2 separate regions of the Mus musculus genome follow, and region 1 is linked to region 2. A link is a contact called in public promoter capture Hi-C data. All regions are on one chromosome and are shown on one strand. The core of a region is the stretch at or near the end of the contact, and the rest is flanking DNA. Distances in the headings are between cores, read along the strand shown. Region 1 holds the start of Zfp334 (zinc finger protein 334). Region 2 holds the start of Stk4 (serine/threonine kinase 4).

Region 1 (6,534 bases), core at 2,375-4,874, 1.3 Mb before region 2:
ATATACTGTCTGAAGTATCAGAGAGAACTGGAGCCGGCTTCAGTGCTTTCAATCAGCAGGCCTTCTTGACTGTGCAGCCGAGCTAATGAAGTTGATGGCGAGCCTCCGAGGGAAGTTGGCTGGGGAGTCTTCTGTCATCTAGTGGTTACTGTGGGGAAATGCAGATCCGAGCATCTGCCTGCCTGCCTGCCTGCTGTCTTCCTGTCCCAACATCCTACTGGCCTCCTTTTCCTCTCTTCTCCTCCTCTCTTTCCTCTTTTATTTCACCAATCTAAACATTTCACTTTGTTATTCTTCCCATTGTGAGTGTATACAATGTATATGTGTAGGTGAAGTGCCCAGATGTTGGCCACAGCAGCCCTGTGGCCATCAGAGGATGCCTTTGTGGAAGCAATTCTCTTCTTCCATTGTGAGTCCTGAGAATAGAACTCAGGTTCTCAGGCTTGAGCCACAAGTGCTTTTGCTTTCTGAGCCATCTTTCTGGCGCAAGCCTAAGCTGGGTTTTTGTTTTTGTTTTTGTTTTTTGAGAAACCTCACTGGTTTAAAAACTCACCAGGATCCATACGGGAATGGGGACTAAAAAGAGGGGGAGAAGGGAGAGGACACAAGTGTGTTTTTCATAAAACACTTACAGACAAGGGGGATTTGAGTCTGCCAGGAAGTCTTTGAAGTGTTCGGTGTGTCCCAGAACCATCCCCTGGGGCTTGGAGGTGCAGCTGTGGCACCTTGTCCATCACTGAGATCGGTTCCCAGCACTTGGGAGGCAGAGACAGGCAATCCTAAATTCAAAGTGAGCCTCGGCTAAATACAGAAACGCCATCTCAAAATCAAAGCAAAACATTTTGAGACTGTTGCTGATGTGTATCTTCGCACAGAAGTTCAACTATTTCTTTCATAGTCTCCTGAGCTGTTAGGATAAAGGGCACGAGCTTCAACTCACGTGCAGCAAGTGTGCTACAAACTCTGCAAGAGAGACAGCCGACTCGGCCAGACGAGGAACGTTTTTCCAATTCCATGACCAAGCTTGTCTGCCAAAGTGTATGTGATTTTAAAATATTAATTACTTCTTTTCTAGGATCCTTAGTGTTATTGGCCATTTTATATGTGTGTGTGTACACATATATAACATATCCATATGTGTATATAAATATATATATGTGTGTTTGTGTGTGTGTGTGTGTGTATACATATATATATCCACATACATTTATATGGTGTCTTAGGGTTTTATTGCTGTGAAGAGACACCAGGACCAAGGCAACTCTTACAAAGGCAAACATTTAATTGGGACTGGCTTACAATTTACAGGGATTCAGTTCATTATCACCATGGCAGGAAGCACGGCAGCAGGCAGGCAGGCAGACGTGGTGCTGGAGAAGGAGCTGCGAGTTCTACACCTTGATCCACAGGCAGCAGAGGGAGGTTGTGTTCACACTGAGTGTAGCTTGAGCATAGAAGACCTCAAAGCCCGCCTCCACAATGACATACTTCCTTCGACAAGGTCACACCTACTCCAACAAGGCCACACCTCCTTGTCGTGCCACTTCCTATGGGCCGAACATTCATAGACATGAGTCTATGTGGGCCATGCCTATTCAAACCATCCCATATGGCTAATTTCTAATTCATTTTCAAATCTTCTATATTAATTTTCTTGTTCCTTACTTGACTTAAAAAAATACTAAATTGAAGTTATTTCTAGAAGCACTATTAATAATTGAGCCCACTCTTTCACTTATTATATCTAGAAGCCAACTGCATTCCCTTCCCCCATACATTTGCTTTTAAAATCTATCTTTCCCCAAAGTCATTTCAGTTTTCTTTTGACTTGGCATGGGTTCGGGTACATACCCCTGAGAATGGCCCGGCACACACATGGAGCTTGCAGATCTGGGTCCTCTCTCTCGACCATGTGGACCCCTGAGACCCACAGCAGGTCATCTGGTTTGTTGGCAATGCCTTTATTTACTGAAACATCTTGCAGACCCACCATGTATTTATTGCTCCATAACAAACTACCCCCAAAATCTGGTGGCTTAAAATGATGCAACTGGTTATTTCCTCCGTGCTATGAGGCTACTGGTACGGACTTTGTGGCTCTGTGTGTGCTTACAGGTATGCACTTTGTGGCTCTGCTTTATGTGAGTCTATATGCAACTGAGGCCACCCAAGAATGTAACTGCATGCAATGTTCAGGGTGGCTCACTCCCTGCATCTGAAGTCTTGACAAGGATCCCTGGAAGGGGAGGCATGGCTGGGTTTCTGGGAAATATTTGCCTTTTCTCCACATTGCCTCTCTGCTTCTTTTGGTTTCCACTTGATCTCTGGTAACTAGTTAACTAAAGTCATACACAAACTCTAGGAACACCGCAAACAAACCGGACTGCCAGGATATCAGGTTTGCTTTTTGAAGCCTGCAGTGTCCCTTCTTATGACCCCTTTATTTAAATTACATCATGGCCACGTTTGATGTGGGAGACAGTATACAAGCATTGAATCCCTGGAAGTCTGGCTCACTGAGAGCTATCTCTCAGCCTCTGCATCTCGAAGTTCCTTTTGGTATTTAAACATAACAGATAACTGTGTCAGAAACTGTCTGGCCTTCCAGTGACTAAGATATTCCATAGCTTTCCTCTTTTAAAATATATACACGGGGGCTGGTGAGATGGCTCAGTGGTTAAGAGTGCCGACCGCTCTTCCAAAGGTCCTGAGTTCAAATCCCAGCAACCACATGGTGGCTCACAACCATCCGTAACGAAATCTGATGCCGTTTTCAGGAGTGTCTGAAGACAGCTATAGTGTACAGTGTATAAATAAATAAATAAATATTTTAAAAAAATAAATAAAACAAAATATATACACGTATTCAATTTGTCCTCATGGATGAAGAGCAGTTTCTATATTACTTGGATTAAATATAATTGGTCATGTTAAAATATATTGTTAAGATGGCGCAGTGATTTATAGCAGAGGAGCAGAGTTCAATTCCCAGCACCTACATGATACCATCTTCTGGCCTTCTTAGACACGGGGTACCAAGCACAGCACGCAAGTAGTGGACAGACATACATGCAGGCAGGCAATATATCAATACATATAAAATAAAATAAAATAAAAATTGAAAATATTATACTGTTAAAATATTTTGCCATTACTTATTGTGACTTCTCCTTCTGTAAAATTGGCAGGAGAGTATGCACCTGTCAGTAAAGTCAGTAATAAACAGGATGGCGATTATTTTCTTTTAAGATATTTAGAGATGGTTTGATTCTTTGTTAGGGGGTCTCTTCTGTAATTTTGGGAAGGTCGTCGATACATTTTTATTCTGCTTACAACTGTTTGGTTATTATTTTTTTCTTAATACACTGTTGGAATTTCTTTACAGAGCTCTAATTTTTTATTCTCACACTTCTTCTTGTACTCATGGTTTTTACTCGTAAATTACTGTGATTAAAGCCCTAGCGCCTCAGAGGCTATCGGCTGGGTGGGGGCCGCAACTCCCTGTGGGAAATGTAGTCCTGGAAAGACTACAGCACCCTTTGGAGAACCGTGGGAATGGCCGCTCCGAGACTCTGCGCATGCGCGGTCTCCTAGGCTCTATGGATGCGTTTCCGTTTCGTGGGGCTCTTCCAGGCGAGGCTCGAGGGGCCTCTGTGCGCCACAATTGCCTGGGGCCTTCTGGGAGCTACAAAAGAAGCGAGGTTTCCCCTGAGCCAGAGGAATTCCGGGTGGCGACTCCGGGGCAGGATCAGAAGAACCAGCGCCTTCCTGGGGCCCGCGGAGGCTTGCGCGTGTCCAGGGGCCGGGCGAGGCTAGCGGGCGCCCCCGGGGCTGCAGGCCTCCGGGCGGGCAGCCTGGGAAGGAGAGAGGTGTGTGCGTGCAAAAAGCGGATCCCAGCAGTCCTGCGGATGCCCTTGGCCCGGTAAAGCTTCGGGGGGCTGCTTAAGGGTTGAGCTGCGATTGAGGGAATGAGCAGGTCTGATTTCATTGGCGGGTCTTTCGTTTGGGAGGGAAGGGATGCCAGCCATGGCTGAGAAAAAGGCCTCTGCATCACTTCGAACAAATGCGTGTCGTTCATTAGAGTCCCCATTCTGTTTCGCCAGAGTTGCTCAAACCCCGTCCATCACCATCCTGGAGTTTACTGGTTTCCTTTATATAGAAGAATGACCCAAGAGTATCTACAGGAAAGGGTTTTTATGAGAGTCGAACTTCTTCTCAAGTGAGGAAGGCAGCTATTTTGACCATTTAGGTAGTTTGCTAGTGCCAGAACCAAGAATTGAAATCTGGTGTGTTGATTCGAAGGCCAGGGCTTTGTCTTCTGCTACACTGAAGCAGAGGCCTCCCTCTCATGAAACTGCAGTTAAGCTTGGGGGAGGGGAGCAGAGTGATACGCATCTTAAACCCCTCACTCCCTCTGTCTGGTTTTCTGATTTCATCTGCTGAATGCATTAGTAGGAAAACAGGTAATTGATACCCAAAAAACTAGATGGTAGGTAGGTAGATAGATAGATAGATAGATAATTGATACCCAAAAAACTAGAGGGTAGATAGATAGATAGATAGATTGATTGATAGAATCTCAGAGTTGCTGGCCTGCTCTTTCAGGCTTCATATATACTAGAGCTTATTGATATGATCTAATATGAACTCTGAAGTGTTGTTTGTTTTTTAAGGAGACCTGAATAAGACAGTAGTTCAATTCACACCTTTGTTTCCTTTCACACAGTAAGAAAAGCTCTGATTAGTCCATTCAAAACTGCCCTGGGCCTTCCCTCCGCAGACGCTTTCTGTATGACGCAGGTCGAAGGGTCCTTTCCTTCCAGGGCATGTCTGTGAGTCACTGTCGAGCTGCTAGCCAGTCTGCTGATCACATTCCCTGTTCTTCCTCACCCAGCCCTTGGATCACCGGTGGTTCCTGGCCCTTTCTTGAGAACGCCTGGAAATGGACAGTACCCAGGTAAGTCACCGAGGGATTCACGTCCCACCGTTGGCAGTGGCTGTTCATAGACCCGCAGCGAGTACATCTGGATGTGGTAGACGTGTATAAAAAGGCAGCGCCAGGGAAAGTAAGGGAAGCAGATCAGTACCAGAGAAGTGAACCCCAATAAACAGAAGGCATTGCCAGATGTGCTGGAGCACGCCTTTAATCCCAGCGCTTGGGAGGCAGAGGCAGATGGATCTCTGAGTGAGAAGCCAGCCTGGTCTGCATAGAGAGTTCCAGGACAGCCAGGGCTACACAAAGAACCCTGTCTTGAAAAAAACAATAAACAAACGGATAAATAATAAACAGAAATTATTCACCCCGGTAGGCTTGTTTAGGTTGTATGACAAAGACCCAAGTAGTAGGAAGTAGGCTGTTACCATGGTTTTTCATCATTTATTTATAAACATGTTCTTAGAGAATCTATGAGCAGATGATGCGAAATCACCTTTGCCAACAGCAGCTGTAGATTCCCTTGACTTACAGCTTGGCAAGGCCTCATAGTTACAGATGTCTAATCTATTTTCAGAGGTGTAGACAGCCCTCTGATCGTTCTCCATAGTGTAATGATAAAACCTGCACTCAGTGGGTTACGTGTGCCTCAAATGGTGCCTGTTGCTGCTCCTTTTTATCTCTGGTGCCTTTTTAGAAAGTGTGTGTGTGTGTGACTGTAAAGAGGAGACAGGCTCACGCTGATAATTCTCCTTCTGCCTACTGAGTATTTCAGCTCTGCTTTTAAAACAGGCAGCTCGGGGCACACTTTGACTTTAGATCCTGTGATAAAACTATTTCACTTGCTTCTCTAATGTCAACTCACTCCATGTCCACGACCCGTGTTGTGACCAAAATCAGTGATCATTCGCTTATTTTCAGACTTAGTATTTCTACTCCGTGCTTCACCAAACCCCTTGCCCTTACAGTGTGACTGTCTCTCCCCAGACCGTACCTCTAACCATGTCTAGCTTTCACACCACTCTCTAACTCGCTAATTGTTTCCTCTCTTAGACCCACTGCACCTGCCTCTGCCACCGACATTGTGTGCTTATTCCAGTCTTCTCTCTGCTTTCCTCTGTGTCATCTAGAGTTTTAACTGGAACCCTCTCACCGCTGAAATCTTCCTTCCTGTCAGACTCTCAGGGTGAATTCTCTTGCTGTACTTCTCTGCAAGCGGTCTGCAGAAGGCTCTTGGAGTTCTCCGGTGCAGAACAGAAATAATGTCCCCACCTCTGTTCAGTGTGCAGCCACCTCACTGTTCTCTGCCGACGCTGCTAAGCCTTCCACAAGCTAGAAAGAAAATAAGCCAGGTGTGGTGACTGAGGCCTACAGCTCCAGGACTCAGGGAGCTAAGGCAGGAGAATTGCCATGAGTTGAGGCCAACCTGGGCTACATTGTGAAACTGTCTCAAAAGTGGGGAGGGGGAGAAGAAGAAAACGAGGTGTGTGTCTGGTCCTCCTGTTCCTTGTTTCCTGTCACAGGCAGTTGTCAAGCCTTGTGAAGGTCTCATGCGAGTCAGTCCCTACCTCCCTTCTAGGCCTGCTTCCCCGACCTCAGTT
Region 2 (6,073 bases), core at 876-3,375:
GGTGTGGTGCTTGTTATAGCAATCTGAACCACTTAATTCTGATAGTAAAATGCAGCAGTCCACTAGTTACAACGAATAAGGCAGCACCAATCCTCCAAGGACTCGGCCCTGCCACACTCTTCTCTCGCGCTTTACTACAGTTCTTACAATCCAAATGGTGGTCTGGCAGTGGTGGCGCACGCCTTTGATCCCAGCACTTGGGAGGCAGAGACAGGTGGATTTCTGAGTTCGAAGCCAGCCTGGTCTATAGAGTGAGTTCCAGGACAGCCAGGGCTATACAGAGAAACCCTGTCTCTGGAGGAGAGAGAGAGAGAGAGAGAGAGAGAGAGAGAGAGAGAGAGAGAGAGAGAACAAAACTATTAGTTAAATGAAGGTTTTGGGGGAAAGGAATGGAAGAATAACTGGCCTAGTGGTTACTGATTCCGTACATACAGGAACAATCTGCTAAGATGCGTATATACAAAGAAAGACCCAATGTAACAGGTAACTTCCAGAGAGACATCAGAGTAAAAAAGCTAAGCGCAAGGATTTTAAGACTAGATCACCAGATGTTAACACCCCAACTGTGCCTCTAACTATGGAGCAGCTAACAAGTGGCCTGCCTCTCTGTGCCCTGGCTTTATCCTCTTTACACTAAGGATACAGGGATATCCTCCTTATATGATAGTTGCGAAGGCTAGCTGCGCCAGTAAGGTGTACCATGTTTACAAGTTCAAAACACCAGCAATTTCCTATGGCTGAACAGGCAAGCTGGAAAGCAATGAAACAGTGCCTGCCGCCCTGCAGCATTCTCTGGCTGTAATTAATAAGTACTCCTTTGAGTGCCTCAGCACACCACACTAAGTCAAACCTGAGCCCATCTCAACAAGCTGTTTGTTTGATTCCATGTTTGTGTACTTCCAACAGACCCTGCCTCCCCTAAGAGTGCTGCCCAGGCTTTCACACACACACACACACACACACACACACACACACACACACACACCACCTCTCCGGTGCCCGGCACTCCCTTACTCTGAACACTTCCTATTTTAGTGCTCATTCTGCTGCAGGAAGTCAAATGTCTTCTCTGTGAAACCCAAGTTTTTAGCTGTGTCTGAGAGAAGCACGACTCCCTCAGGCTCTAGGCTTTTTTTCTCCAGGTGAGACGGGGAGTGGTCCAGCACAACAGCAGTCAGTTCATCTTGACCCAAAACAACTCTAGATACTTCTAGAATCTAGAGCCAAGAGAGTATCGAAACAGAATTTGAACAGGACAAAGTCTGGCTGAGCCTACTGTGTCTAAACTCTATTTATTGGACCTCAGATTACCCACTCCCGGGTTGGTGTTTGTTTGTTTGTTTGTTTGTTCTTTATCAACGTCCCAACTTTGGGTGTTGGAAGGCTGAGGACGATTTGAAAAAAAGTAGGCAGTCACTCATGAACTCAGTAATAAAAGCCATTACCGCCATCACTACTAATACATCATCCTACATGGGGCGGACACCCTGAAGCCCCTTGGAAACTCTAGCCCCCCATAACCCTTTCTCCATTACTAGAACCGTGAAACGTTGGTACTGACACAGTAAGGCAGTTAGGAGCAATGACTTGGGACAGAACCACCAGGACCCAAAATCCCCGCTCCACCCCTTACTTAGCCATGGGACCTCCAATCAATGTTTCTAACGACTTCTGCCTCGAAAGCGAAGCAACAGGGTTAAGTCCTCGCTCACCCGGCCTCAGCATTCGCCCCTACATCCTCGGGTCCCTTCTTGGGGCGCCTTCCCCGGCCTCTGCTGGGGTCTCCCCTAACTTGTCCGCACGTTGCCCAGAGAGTGCTCTCTCTAAGCAAAACCACTTCTGCCCGGGCCAGCGGACGCTCCCTCCTCTCTCGGCAGGTGCTACTGCAGCCCGGTCACCAGCCTCGCGGGTCCCTCTCCTCCCGGCCCGAGCTCGCACGCCGGGGTCTACCCTCAGCAAGCTCGCGCCTTCTCTCCTCACCCAACTCTCTTGCCTCTCAGCCTACGGCCCCTCACCTGCGCGGTGGGTTCCTCAGCTGCACGGTCTCCATGGCGCTGCCGGCAGCCGCCCAGACTGCCTCAATGCTCCATCCTCCCGGAGCCCGCCCCGCGAACCCTCCCACACTTCCGCTTTCCGCCCCTACCGGAAGCGAGAGGAGGCTGGGCGGAGCGGCGGGAGTCACGTGGCACAGTGGCGGGCGGATACAGAAGTCAGAAAGCCGAAGAGGTGCCTCTCGGGCGGCCTCTAGTGGCCCGAGTGTCAGCGACACCCTCTCCTTGACTTGCCTTTGGACTGAATACTTTCAAGCCTGACTCCTTGAGGGTTCTCCAGTTTCTCAGATGGGGAGGCTGTTAGCAAAGCACGGGCTTGATAAGTGAGTTCTTAAAATATATATATATAAATATATATATATATTTATATATATGTATATATATATTTATATATGTGTGTATATATATATTTATATATGTGTGTATATATATATTTATATATGTGTATATATATATATTTATATATATTTATATATATTTATATATATTTATATATATTTATATATATATTTTATATATGTGTGTGTGTGTATATATATATTTATATATATTTATATATATATATTATATATATATATATATATAGAGAGAGAGAGAGAGAGAGAGAGAGAAAGAAAAAGAAGTGAGTTCATATTAGGGCCAAGGGGAAAAGCCCCAAGCCCTCTGTAAACTAGGGCGCAGTCAAGAAACCATCAAAATCTCTGCTCCAAGACTGGAGAGGTTTTATTGTAGATGAGACCAAACAGCATCTGGAAGACTCCTGAGCAGAGAGAAAAAAACAGACTGGCCAAGGCCAGGGCTATATCTTCCGGGCAGAAAAAATTAGCGAAGAGGGAGAAGAGCCGGTCGGGACCTTGCTGTAGCGTAACTGCTGCGGAGGGGAGTGTGCAAGTTGTAATCTGGAACAGCCTGGGAGCATAGTGGAGGAGGTAAGGAGGGCCAGGCTGCTTTGCTACTCATAACAGATATATGTTACTAGGGACCAAGGACCCTGCAGGTTAGCTTGGCTTAAGTCTCCTTTACCAAAGGCAAGGACGATAAAGGAGTGACTCCTTTTGGTAGACAGAAACCAACAGGTTACAGAGGACTACTCGGGTCTGTCCACCAGCAATCCTTTTGTTTACACTTTCAATATTCAACACAAGCCTTCCCTTTTGGGGGAGGAATTGGGGGTTCGCTTTGGACCTGGCACACCCCCAAAAACGGAAAGATCCACTAATTTAGTCCAAAATGACAGTCTAGACTCAGCTCAAGCCGATAGGGTTATTGACAAAAATAAAGCTCAAGGGCTGGAGGGGTGGCTCAGTGGTTAAGAGCACTGACTGCTCTTGAAGAGGTTCTGAGTTCCATTCCCAGCAACCACATGGTGGCTCACAACCTGTAATGGGATCTGATGTCCTCTTCTGGCGTGTGACTGAAGACAGCTGCAGTGTACTCACATACATAAAATCAATAAATCTTTTTAAAAAAATAAAACTCACAGATTTCTGAAGTTCCGTCGCTGAGCCCTCACCGTTCTGTTTTTAGGGGCGTAGTGGGTATATTTTTAGTTTAGGGTTGTTTGTAGGGATTTGTTTGAAGCAGCATCTGTATATTCCCTGACTGGCCTGGAACATGCTATGTAGACCAGGCTGGCCTCAAATTCAGAAACCAACCTGCCTCTACCTCCTAAGTGCCGGGATTAAAGCGTCCACCACCAAGCCCAGCTCCAGTGTTATCCATGTGTATTCACTGTATTCATCTGTATCCATCTGTATTCACCCACTAAATAAGTTTTATGGTCCACAAGATGCCAGGCGCTTTCCAGCTTTCTGGAATCCTGATCCCGACATCTCAGGTTTCAGCTGATTCTCTGCCTCAGAGGCTCTCTGTGGCCTGCTCAGGTTTAACAGCCTCCACAGGGGTATTTCCTATTGTTTGCCTTCCCCAATCTCCAGGTTCTCCCAGCATCCCTCAGTGCCTACCTGCCATGCCATGCCCCCACCCCTGAACTTTAAGCCCAGAGGCTGGGCTGCCCTTCCCCCAGAGGCTCCTCCCTATATAATCCAGACACTTTGGTCTGCCCTTCTTTTCTCTCTATGCATAAGTGCCCTCCTTCTTTCTTTCTTTCTTTCTTTCTTTCTTTCTTTCTTTCTTTCTTTCCCCCTCCCACCCCCCGCCCCCCCCCACCCCCGTCCCCATGGCGACTTCCCTGGCCTCCTCCTTTGGGACCGGTGAACTTGCCCGAAAGCAGCTTCCCAATAAACCTGCCTTTACTATAATCTGGTTTAAATTGGCTCATTTCATCGGCAACGGAGAAATAACCTATCACCTATAACATCATTGTGTTTTCTTGGTTTTGTTTTAAAACAGGAGCTCAGCTATACTGTCCTTGGCCTCCAAAGTGGTGGAACTGCAGACCTCAACTTTGGATTATGTTGCTTCAATTTTTTTTTTAAGTGCATTATATTCTTTTGTGCGTATAAAAAATTTTCATCATTCTCACTCTATCCTATACAGTCCTCGAGGGTGCCTTAGACTTCCACACGTTTGCATCATCCCGCTCTTTGCTTCTTTATAGTATTAAGATCTTGACGAGCCGGGCGTGGTGGCACCCGCCTTTAATCCCAAAACTTGGGAGGCAGAGGCAGGCAGATTTCTGAGTTCGAGGCCAGCATGGTCTACAGAGTGAGTTCCAGGACAGCCAGGACTATACAGAGAAACCCTGTCTCGAAAACAAACAATCTTGACAAAAAGTATGTTTTCTCTTGGTCGTGGATTAATTGCTTCCCAGGTCCAACGGAGGGAAGATAGTCTGCCTCCTTCGGTGATTCAGCTGTCGCTTCAGCACTGGAGTGCCAGCCACCATCTTCAAACTTGTTGACCACGAGTTCCAGACAGAGCTCACGCCAAAGGCCTTGTTTCTCAACGCCCCCGCCTCCGACCCTCTTAGCTCCGCCCTTCCCTGGCCCCGCCCCTGGACAAGGAAGAGCGGCCGGACAGAGCTAAGGGCTTGAGCCCACTCTTCCGGCCGCTTAGCTCCGCCCCGTCTAGCCCCGCCTCGTCTGGCCCCGCCCCTCAGGGCCGGTCCACAGTGGGCCTTAAAGGCACGCAGCCCTAGCTTCCGGGTGGAAGCTGTTGCGCACCACTTAGCTGGGAAGTGCGTTGCTCCCTGTTTCCCAGCCCACCCGAGATGGCCCCCAAAGTCTCGGATTCCGTGGAACAGCTCCGCGCTGCCGGCAACCAGAACTTCCGCAATGGCCAGTACGGCGAAGCCTCGGCGCTGTACGAGCGCGCACTGCGGCTGCTGCAGGCGCGAGGTAGGAACCCGCCCCACGTTTCCCTCCGGGCCTGCGTCCTCCACCCGCATCCCCGCACCGGGCCTCCCGTTGGCCCAGCCTCCCTGGTTTTCCCTTCCCCGCGTCCAGCCGCCGCACCAGGCCCTCCCAGGGCTTGACCCCGCGATTCTTTCCGTCCCTGGCCGCCTAGCCGCGGCCCGGTCTACCATCACCACCCCCCACCACCCCCAGGCCAGTCGGCTGCGGGCCTTAAGGGCACGCATCCGCTGCTTCCACCCGGAAGCTGTTGCGCACTCCTCGGCGGGGAACGGAGGTGGTCCTTGTTTGCCGGCCTCCCGGGATGGCCCCCAAACTCTCAGACTCTGTGGAAGAGCTCCGCGCAGCCGGCAACCAGAGTTTCCGCAACGGCCAGTACGCCGAGGCTTCGGCGCTGTACGAGCGCGCGCTGCGACTGCTGCAGGCGCGAGGTAGGAACCCGCTCCCCCGTTTACCTTCCGGGCCTGCAGGCATCCTGCACCCGCATCGGCGCCCTGGACTAAGTGTTGATCCTGTCCTCTGGGTCTTTCTTTTCCCCGGGCCATCTGCCGCACCAGCCTCTACCACCACGCCCCCGCATATAGCTAGCGCACCTGTCCGCCCCTCATGTACTCATTTTAAAATTCAGTTGACTTTTGTATATTGACTGAATGTGGCTGGCGAGATGGGGTCCTTTCAAGGATAGAACTTCCTGGGGCCAGTTGTCTT

Evidence for each region. Promoter capture Hi-C pulls out the DNA fragments that hold promoters and counts their contacts.
Region 1: a contact with region 2 is called in a promoter capture Hi-C map of cranial neural crest. The contact joins the promoter of Zfp334 here to the promoter of Stk4 in region 2. A contact is called at or near these places in 1 of 39 promoter capture datasets (cranial neural crest) and 1 of 115 datasets of contacts at active chromatin or transcription factors (microglia).

What each region holds. Positions count from the first base shown.
Region 1 is chr2:165,385,349-165,391,882 of GRCm38.p6, reverse strand. Zfp334 (zinc finger protein 334) reads left to right here and starts at 3,624. Exons shown (of 5, transcript NM_178411.3): 1 at 3,624-3,922; 2 at 4,895-4,957. The coding sequence starts at 4,943.
Region 2 is chr2:164,070,190-164,076,262 of GRCm38.p6, reverse strand. It overlaps Stk4 (serine/threonine kinase 4), which reads right to left and starts at 2,125. Exons shown (of 11, transcript NM_021420.4): 1 at 2,016-2,125. The coding sequence starts at 2,050. It overlaps Tomm34 (translocase of outer mitochondrial membrane 34), which reads left to right and starts at 5,094. Exons shown (of 7, transcript NM_001291155.1): 1 at 5,094-5,350. The coding sequence starts at 5,224.